3 separate regions of the Mus musculus genome follow, and regions 2 and 3 are each linked to region 1. A link is a contact called in public Hi-C and HiChIP or PLAC-seq data. All regions are on one chromosome and are shown on one strand. The core of a region is the stretch at or near the end of the contact, and the rest is flanking DNA. Distances in the headings are between cores, read along the strand shown. Region 1 overlaps Dgkh (diacylglycerol kinase, eta). Region 2 overlaps Vwa8 (von Willebrand factor A domain containing 8). Region 3 overlaps Vwa8 (von Willebrand factor A domain containing 8).

Region 1 (3,057 bases), core at 336-2,835:
ATAATTGACACAGCTTAATTAAGGTTGTGACTTGACATTTTGGTGATTGTCAGGCCATTTCTTCATTTGGCGATATTCCAGTATGATATCTTTCTGAGTGAGATAAATCTATGCCTAAAGCCAGAAGAAAAGAAACACACCTGCAAATGTCATCGTTATTTTGAAATTACGTTTATTTCTGTGTTTTGCTTTTTTCATAATAGGATTTTCTGGTTTTGTGAGTAGTTAAGTTTCTATTTGCGTAAACTTGGCACTTTGAGATCACAAGTAAACCTTTTTTTCAGAAGTCAGAGTCTCTTCAGATCCTGCTGTGGTTTGAATATGGAACGTTCCCCTCAGGTTCTCACATTTGGTTACTGGGTTTTCACCTGGTGTCATTGGAGGGGAAGGTGGTGGAACCTGAGGAGGTGGGGCTACTCTGGAGGAAGTAGGTCTCTGTGGTGGGCCTTGAGGACTCATAGCCTGGCTCTACTTCCTGTCTCCTTTCTGCTTCCTGACTGTCCGGGCTGTGTGGCCAGTATGTCAAGCTTCCACACCCGCCTTCCTTGCTAGGATGGATGTATTGCTTAATCTGTGAGCTAAAAAAAACCATTTCCCAGCCTATGCTGTTTCTTATCAGGTGTTTGATCACAGCATTAGAAAGTAACTAATATGTATCTTATTGATGAAGTGAACTGCTCGGTCTCTCCGGTCCTGCCAGCTCTTTCTCTTCTCGGTTATAGAGATACAATGTACTGCATAGCCTTCAAGGCTCTGTGGGATTTACACACTGGACAAGCTTGCTGTCTTCCTGGGAGAGGATGTTCCTAATAGGATTTTTAAGGTGGGAGCCTATTGGAGATGGAGTTGAAGGAATTATCTGGGAAAGGAAGAATGCCAAACCTACTGAGGCTCAATGGCTTGAGCCTCTGGTAAGAGGGAGCCGTGTACTGTGGGCTTCCATGTTTGAAGATAACATTTCCTCTTACACTGACTTTTCTCTCAAATGGGTTTAAGCTTGAAAGAACTTGTCGTCAGGATGCATGCCAGTAAAGAAGGAGAAGAAAGCAGGAAGTGGAAAGCATGCTGTTAGACAAGGAAAACAAACAAACAAAACCCTGCTCAGTGGGAAGCTGCCTCTGCTCAGAGCACTGTAGCAACCCTGAAGCCACTCTCTGCTGCTGTCTAGCTCCCAGCACGGAGAAAGCCAGTGCAGGCTGGCTGTGTGAAGCCACGGAGCGCCTCCCCCATCCTCCTCTCTGGAAGCGTTCAGGATCTTCTCTGCTCCTCAGGGATCTGTAACTTCACAGCAGAATTCACAGTGTGGGTTTATTTTCATCCACTGTGTGGGCTTCTCCCCATTCAGGGCTCAGTTCTGGGAAATCATCTTGAGTTATTTCTTCCTTCTGTTTGTTCTCCTTATTCTGTGTGGTATTACCATTGTTTGGACGTTGGCCCTCCTGGATTTGTCATTGCGTGTTCCTTCCCAGTCTCTCCCCAACTCCCCATTTTCTAGCATGTTTCCCTTTTCATTGTGCTTCCTAGGAGAGTTCTTGACTTTATTTTGCAACCTTTCTATTGTATTTTCACTTCCCTTTGGGTAAATATACAAACATTTGTGTGTGTGCACACAGGGCTTCCTGCGATGGTTATCATACTTCAGCATCTATGTGGGCTTGGTTTTAATGCTCCCTAAAGGATGCAAAGGAAAAAAAAAGTGGTCTGCAGAAGATCAAATGTATGTTATAAAATGTGAATGTTATAGAATGTTAACCCAGGCACTCCCTTTTATGAGCTTTTGACCATCTCTTCATTACTCATATCTATCACGGGGTGTTAATGAATGGTATGTGAGTAGTGGCTGTTTAGGGAACAGTGACAAAAGAGTGGCCATTTTAAGTTCAGTTAAAAATGCTTTTTTTCCCCCCCAGAGTATTTTCAACTTGTGGTCAGTTGACTCAATGGATATGGAACCCACAGACACACACCCACACACACACACAGACACTACACACTATACACACACTACACACACAGAGACATACACACAGACACACACACTACAGACACACTACACACACACATTATACACACACAGAGAGACACACACTTCACACACAGACACACATGCTACACACAGAAACACACAGACACATACACACTACACACACAGACACACACACAGACGCATAGAGAAATAAACACAGACACACACACAGACGCATAGAGAAGTAAACACAGACAGACACACTAAACACACCACACACACACACACACACACACACACACACACACTTACTTGTAGAACCACCACCCCTGAAGCTGGACCTACACACACACACACACACACACACACACACACACACTTACTTGTAGAACCACCACCCCTGAAGCTGGACCTCTGAAGCTGTTTGAGGTGCAGGTGTTTCATTCTATAACCTGACTAGGCTTTTCCTTGACAACCCCTGACATCTCCGCCCTTGGCTTTGTCAGGTCCCAAAGGGCTTTCCAATAGCAAATTGCAATCCTGGCTACCGTCATCTTGAAGGTTTGTTATATAGCAAGTCCAGGGTACTGGCTTATTCACACTTACACAGCACTACTCCTCTGCCTCTAGTTACTTCTGAGTCTTTTATTCTAGACTCTCTCCATTCAGCTCTCTCCAGAATAAGCCCCCAGCCTTGTTCTGCTGTGGGAGACAGACATTTGGGGCAAAGCAGAGCTGAAGAAAAGAGGAGTGGGGAGGGCGGGTGCTGGTGAGGGAGGAGGAAGACAGAGGTTCGTTCTTTCTTTATATATATACATATACATATATGTATATATATATATTATTAGATATTTTCTTCATTTACATTTCAAATGCTATCCCAAAACTCCCCTATCCCCTAAATCAGACTTTCACCTAGTTCCTTGCTCCGGCACGAGAGGTACCTGGTGCTGTGAGGTATTGAGTCCTTCGGGGATCGTCTGTTCTAGTGGGCTGGCTTTCAGCTGTCCACACTGCCACTGTGTGGCTGCACTAAGTCAGTCCTCATTCTTGTATCTGCTTCACCACTTGTAAGTGGTTCAACTTTGATC
Region 2 (3,057 bases), core at 354-2,853, 240 kb before region 1:
CTTAAAGGACTTGGAGTCTCAAAAATGTGATTAGGTGGCAATCAATGTGCAATTTTGTCTACCTAGAATTCAAATGGAAATTATAACTTGTGGTAATTCAAAACAGATCTCTAAAAAGTCAATCTTTGGACTCAGTTTCCAGGACCCACACTCACAACCATGCTAACTCCAGATCCAGAAGATCTGACATCCTCCCCTCCTTTGCGGGCATCACTCACTCACACACAAAGAAAAAACAAGTTTTTTCTTAAGGACCAATCACTTATCCACAGAAAAGCCAAATGTTCTTAGTCATGCCGTTTTATTTTCAATTTACTTAAAATTTTACCAAAGATAATAATTTAAAGGCAAAATCTACCATCAAATGTAAGTGCTGTGAATGTTCCAGTTTTGAGTTCCATATATGAATAAGATAGATAAAGAAAAAAATAATAGATAATAGAAAAAAACAGAAAATAAATGTGGAAGCCATGGTAAGTTCGCATGCTGATGTCATGTTAGGCCGTGTTACAGGATTTGGGTTTTATTTATCATATTATGAAGTTATTTCATGCCTTTAATCAACAACCTGTTAAGTACCAAAAAATAAATTTAAAATTAGCTTAAACTTCAAAAGAGTCTGAGGCGACTGAGAGAGAAAAGACCATTATTGCCAACATTCAGTCACAGGCTTTGAAGGTGTAGATGTGCTACTGCATGCTAAGAACTGATGTGTATCATGAACAAGGTTCATCAAGAAATGGGGAGTATAAAATACACCAAATGTCTATACATCTATTCTTCAAACATTTTATACACTGCAGCAACTGTGAAATATGTCTGAAAACACATATCTTAGAATGGCAGAAAGTTTCATGAAAATGTTTACATTTATGAGAGATGGCTCAGTAGTTAAGAACAGAGGTTCCTCTTCCAGAGTACCAGTGTTTGATTCTGAGCACCCACATGGCAGCTCACAACTGTCTGAAACTCTACCCTCAGGAGATCTGATAACTTCTTTTGGCCTTTGTGGGCACTATATACATATGGTGCACAGGAATATACACAAACAGGACAAACACCCATGCACATACGATAAAATTAAATATAAAAAGAAATAATTAAGTCCTCCAATGGCTATGCAACAATAAAACAATTGTTTATTTTGCATTTTATCTTATGTGTAGGGGTATTTTATCTGCTAGAATGACTGTGGACTTTATGAATGCCTCAAGCCCTCAGAGGGCAGATGAGGGTGTCAGATCTCCTGGGGCAGGAGTTAAGAGACAGTTGTGAGCTGCTGTGTGGGGGCTCAGAATTGAACCTCTGGAGGAACAGCCAGTGTGCTTAACCTCTAAGCCATCCCTCTCCAGTCCCAAAACAATTTTTAAAAGATAATTAAAATTTACAAACAAAAAATCTTCAGCTCATCAGTAAACTTAGTTACCTAAATAATTCCATTTCTGAAGAGCCGACGTTTTGAGGCCCTTTAACATCACACTCGCACTGAAGCCTACTGTAAGACTGGAAAGTCAGGCAGGAAGCACAAACCACAGCCGTCACCCACTGGCTTTCATCCGTGACGTTCTCAGAAGAGGCCGCTTTAGAATACACTTGTGGGCATCATCCATGAAGAGAAAGGAGTGGGGCCTGGCCCGTGGAACTGAGCCACTCCAGTGGGCCTTTGAGGGCTCTGTTACAGCCCTCTCTCTCTCTGCCTCCTGGTCTCTCTTCACATGAACAGCCTCTGGCAGCTACTCCCACCACAAGGACAGCGTCTCCGCTATGATTTCCCTGCCAGACTGGCTGAAAACCTTCAGAAACCATGAAGCAAAATAAGCCTGCCCTCCCTTAAGCTATGGCTGCTGGGTATTTTGGTCTTGAGACACAAAAGAAACAAACCTTTATCTCACTCCAGATTTCTAATCTTACATCCATAACTGATTCTTGTGCAGCCTTCTGGAAGACTTCAATGTGCACAAAAGCACAGATACATTTCTTCTATCACAAATGAGATCACATACTGTCTGACCACTTCTTTCCACCCATGCTCTGGACTTCTTCTTAGTATAGAATAATGCCCCACTCTGTGAGATATATGCACGAGTGTGCACTAGGGACTTGAACCCAAACCTTCAAACCTTCTAGGCAACAACTCATTCATGAAGCAAATGCTAGCATTATTTCATTCATTTTAATGGCTCTGGAGTATTATATTAACAATGGTTTCATCAGCCTCTTCAATATGTATCATTACTTTTTTCAGTTAGTTTTCTGATTTTGAAAGTACTGCAACTAGTATCATTGAAGGCAGTTCTTTATGAATACATTTGTGTAGGGGGCACGAAGGGCTTCATGCTCACAGACAGCCTAATTTTAAGCACATAAAATTGTTCCTTCAAGAGAAGGAATACAAAATCTGCTGTCTGCCCAGAAGGCTGGAGCAGATGTGCATTCTATCCAGCTGACTTTGGCACAATCTGTGTGGCTGGAGAAATTCAAGAGCCTGACTCCGCTTCCAGACCCTTCTTGTAAACTTGTTTTTCTTGGTCAATCTATAGAGTCTATCTGTATGGAAGGTGTCACATGTACTTTACAAAGAGTTTCGTTGTACTCATGTTTGAAATGTATTTAGCTTAATTTGTTCGTTCCTCAGAGATTTAGGTACACTTTGTTGTGCATGCAGGATTGAGTTAGTTAATACAGGAATAGTTTTCACCATATTGTGCTGTGTTTAAATACAGCATAAGAAACACTCACAGCCAGACTTCCCAAGTTTGAATGAACGCTGGCTACTGCCCCGCCCCCAGCTTGTCTCTCTGCTTCCCCTGAAGGCTGCAGAGACCCCTCACACATTTGGAAGAAAAGGATGCTGGAAAGGTAACCGCTGAATGCAAATATCTGCCCACTGTTTTGTCTGTTGTTATTGTCTGTGAGAGACAGTGCTAATTATCTAGACCTGCATCAGCATCAGCTCTTTACTGGTTCTCCTCCTTCACTAACTATGGAGACCAGTGAATCTGTAGAGTTGAATAGTTTATGTCTTAACTTGTAGTATTTATTAAAGAGTCAAAGACA
Region 3 (3,057 bases), core at 194-2,693, 190 kb before region 1:
TTCAACACTTCCTTCCTTCAAGTCCTTTATAGTCTCAAAATAACCCTCTAAAACAGAGCCTTAAAATGAGAAAATCTGAGACTTAAAATGTTGGGGTTTTCTTGTTTTGTTTTATTTTGTTTTTGTTTTTTTGAGACAGAGTTTCTCTGTGTACCTTGGCTGTCCTGGAACTCACTCTGCAGACCAGGCTGGCCTCGAACTCAGAAATCTGCCTGCCTCTGCCTCCCAAGTGCTGGGATTAAAGGTGTGCGCCACCACACCCGGCCAGAAAATTGTTTTTTATAGATGATATAATTTATTAAAGACACAGGAAAAACTGAGAGAAGAAAAGCCAGTCTACCCAATGGTAAATCCTTTCAGGTCTAATGTTAGCTGCCAGAAGGGGCCATGGCAAAACACACTGAAAAAAATCATGAGGGTTGCAAACTTCCTCCACAATCCACTAGGACATCCCCATAGGCCACTTTTTCTTCCTTCTTATCACAGAAGTTCTTGAAGCATCACAGCGCCCACCATGTGGAACCTGCAGACTCAGCATCTCCAAGCAGACTCCTGAGACTCTATGTAGCACAGGGACCTTTACTGCAGCAAGTGCCAGGGAGTCACCTCCTCCCTTTCTCCCTCATTCTTCTTCATATAAAGTATTCACAGTCCTAATATTGTGGAATTGTAACTGGAAGACTGAGTTCAAAGGCAGCCTATACTACATACTGAGACCCTATCTCAAACAAGTTTTTAAAAGCTTTATAATAAAGTTAGCACATGCAATGTTAAGATTATATACTATAACCTCTTCATTGAGGTGTTTTGTTGTTGGAGTTGTCTGTTTGTTTTGGGGATTAAGGGTTTTTTGCTGTTGCTACTTAAGATGGGGTCTCAAATATGCCAGGCTGGCCTCCATCTGTCTACATACCCAATATTCTAATCACCTCTTGAGTGCTGGCATTGTGGCACATACCACCTCATCCAGTTTATGCAATGGGATTGAACCCAAAGCTTTATAAATGTTGAGAAGTGTTCTACCAATGAAGCTACATCTCCAATTGCCTTTACAAACGTTTAAAAATGAAGGAAAGTTTTTCCTCTGTAGTGAGAACTGAACATCTGATCTTTCCACTAAAACTACTCCCAGCTGTACTAATGGCAACTTAAGATCCTTCTTTTCCGCTTACAACACAATCCATGGTAGTCCCAGGCAGCCTTCTCTCGAACACCCCACAGGCCTACTGTTTTAGGCTTTGTTCTTCACCATCTAGCATCTAAGGAGGCAATATAACAGCCAAATGCAGTCAGAGACAAATCATGCTGGGTTCCGTTAATGACCTCGAAAGGGTGTTTCTAATCTGCATTTCCTCTCTGATCTCATCTCCAGTTATTCTCACTCATCCAACTCCAGCCACACTCTGCTCACTAGACACCGAATGTCTGTTAGGGTTTCGATTGGTATGATAAACTCTGTGACCGAAACCTGCTTGGGAAGGACAGGGTTTCTTAGGCTTACACTTGCATGTTACTGTTAATCAGTGAAGGAAGTCAGGACAGGAACTCAGACCTGGTAGGAAACTGAAGGAGGAGCTGAAGCAGAGGACATGGAAGGGTGCTCCTCTGCTTACTGGCTGCTCCCCAAGACTTGTTCAGCCTGCTTTCTTATGGTACCTAGCACGACTGGAGCAGAGGTGATACGACCCACACCCACCATCCCATCACCAATCAAGAAAACACACCACAGGTTTGCCCACAGGCCAGTCTGCTGGGGACATTTTCCAACAGAGGTTCCCTCTTCCCACATAACCCTGGCTCATGTTGAGGTGACATTCTGAACATGCTGAACTATTTTCAGGCCTTGGCACTAAATTTTCTACTGAACAAAACCCTTTCCCTAAGAAGAGCCATTTGTCAGGTTGCTAATAAGAAACAAATGGAATACTGGTAGGTTCAAAATGAGAAACTGAAAGTACATGATCGCTAGTCACATGCACCATTCTGGGCAAAATCCTGTATTAATCCCCCCACCCCTGCTCTCTAGGACAGGAGGTTACTTGGGCTGGCCCTTCCTGTGCTATGAAGCTCAGCCTGGCCTTGAACTTATAATATAGCTCAGATTGACCTAGTGCCCCTTATGCTCCATCTCTACAGTGCTGGGACTATAGGACTGTGCTGCCACACCTACCTGCCATCTTTAGGAACGCAAGGTGAGCATGGCCAGAGGCTTTCTTGACTACCATTGTTACAATATGAGCAGAGTATGCCCCAAAATGTTCCAGTCCTCAGTTTTAACTTTTCAAACATGTGTTTTATGACCTTAAGCTAAGAATGCAAAAAAAAAAAAAAAATGTGAACATCTTCCCTTCTTAACTGTAAACTGAATAGGTGCAGGAATATGCCCACAAAATCCTTTCCCATGACTATATATAGACTGCCAGAAAAAAAAAAAAAAAAAAAAAAAACTCCATCTTCCTTTCTTTTCCTCAAGGGGAGCATTGCTTTGGGAGTAACTCTATGCAGCTCTTAACTGCTGCACATAAGAAATCCTTCTCCACTCTTATTTCTTATTGCTAGCTTGGGCCTCCCACTCAGTAAAATGTCAATTTATTGTATTTTGTTGTATGATAAGGAACCACATGAAGGTGAGGGTAGAATTCAAGAAAAATAAGGGGAATGCAGTACTCTGAAACTAACAATAACAGAAAGTCCTGGCCACCCAGAGGCCCAAGGGGCTTTGGAGAAAGCAAGCATAGCAGGTACCTAAATGATTCACTCTCCTAACAGCTAAGTCCTCTTGTGAAAGAACACAGCAAACCCTTGGGAGTAACCTGACAAGGAGAGAAATGGAGAATAACTATTTTAAAAAAAATAATAATCTCAACACAACTGGGAGTAGAAATAAGATAAACTTGAAATATGCCCAGATAATTTAATATGTTCATCACCATAAGTTAGGGAGAACCTAGGAAGATGCTTCCTGGTGCTTTTGCCAAGCCAAGGGGAGAGCTGAGGACAGAGACACTCTAAACCCACCCAGACTGTTTAACCTAAATGCAAACAAGGGCATGATCC

What was found. Hi-C and Micro-C count contacts between places; a contact is called where the count stands out from the background. HiChIP or PLAC-seq counts read pairs in DNA pulled down with a chosen protein or histone mark.
Region 2: a Hi-C map of CD8 T cells shows a contact between it and region 1, with 2.8 times the contacts expected there. The contact joins two enhancer-like sites. A contact is called at or near these places in 13 of 484 Hi-C or Micro-C datasets (CD4 T cells, CD8 T cells, the N1E-115 cell line and 9 more), 6 of 115 datasets of contacts at active chromatin or transcription factors (effector CD8 T cells, kidney, large pre-B cells and 3 more) and 1 of 9 other capture datasets (embryonic stem cells).
Region 3: a contact with region 1 is called in a BATF HiChIP or PLAC-seq map of CD8 T cells, with 7 read pairs. The contact joins two enhancer-like sites. A contact is called at or near these places in 20 of 39 promoter capture datasets (the 3T3-L1 cell line, 3T3-L1-derived adipocytes, the HPC-7 cell line and 12 more), 3 of 15 datasets of contacts at CTCF or cohesin (CD8 T cells, embryonic stem cells and large pre-B cells), 80 of 484 Hi-C or Micro-C datasets (the 63-12 cell line, B cells, the BV-2 cell line and 41 more), 11 of 115 datasets of contacts at active chromatin or transcription factors (CD8 T cells, the NIH/3T3 cell line, bone marrow-derived dendritic cells and 6 more) and 4 of 9 other capture datasets (adipose tissue, embryonic stem cells, liver and 1 more).

The regions. Positions count from the first base shown.
Region 1 is chr14:78,676,574-78,679,630 of GRCm38.p6, reverse strand. The region is part of intron 2 of Dgkh (diacylglycerol kinase, eta); the gene reads left to right. Among named protein-coding and RNA genes, the nearest start is that of Gm30716, 27 kb to the right of the region's middle. Within about 2 kb of position 1,585, at least 116 of the 459 cell types and tissues checked have an H3K27ac peak or open chromatin away from gene starts, as enhancers often do. A contact at or near this core is called in CD8 T cells, Th1 cells, memory CD8 T cells and 1 more, where this site is marked.
Region 2 is chr14:78,912,872-78,915,928 of GRCm38.p6, reverse strand. The region is part of intron 4 of Vwa8 (von Willebrand factor A domain containing 8); the gene reads right to left. Among named protein-coding and RNA genes, the nearest start is that of Vwa8, 65 kb to the right of the region's middle. Within about 2 kb of position 1,603, at least 47 of the 459 cell types and tissues checked have an H3K27ac peak or open chromatin away from gene starts, as enhancers often do. A contact at or near this core is called in CD8 T cells, Th1 cells, memory CD8 T cells and 1 more, where this site is marked.
Region 3 is chr14:78,862,242-78,865,298 of GRCm38.p6, reverse strand. The region is part of intron 1 of Vwa8 (von Willebrand factor A domain containing 8); the gene reads right to left. Among named protein-coding and RNA genes, the nearest start is that of Vwa8, 15 kb to the right of the region's middle. Within about 2 kb of position 1,443, at least 12 of the 459 cell types and tissues checked have an H3K27ac peak or open chromatin away from gene starts, as enhancers often do. A contact at or near this core is called in CD8 T cells, where this site is marked.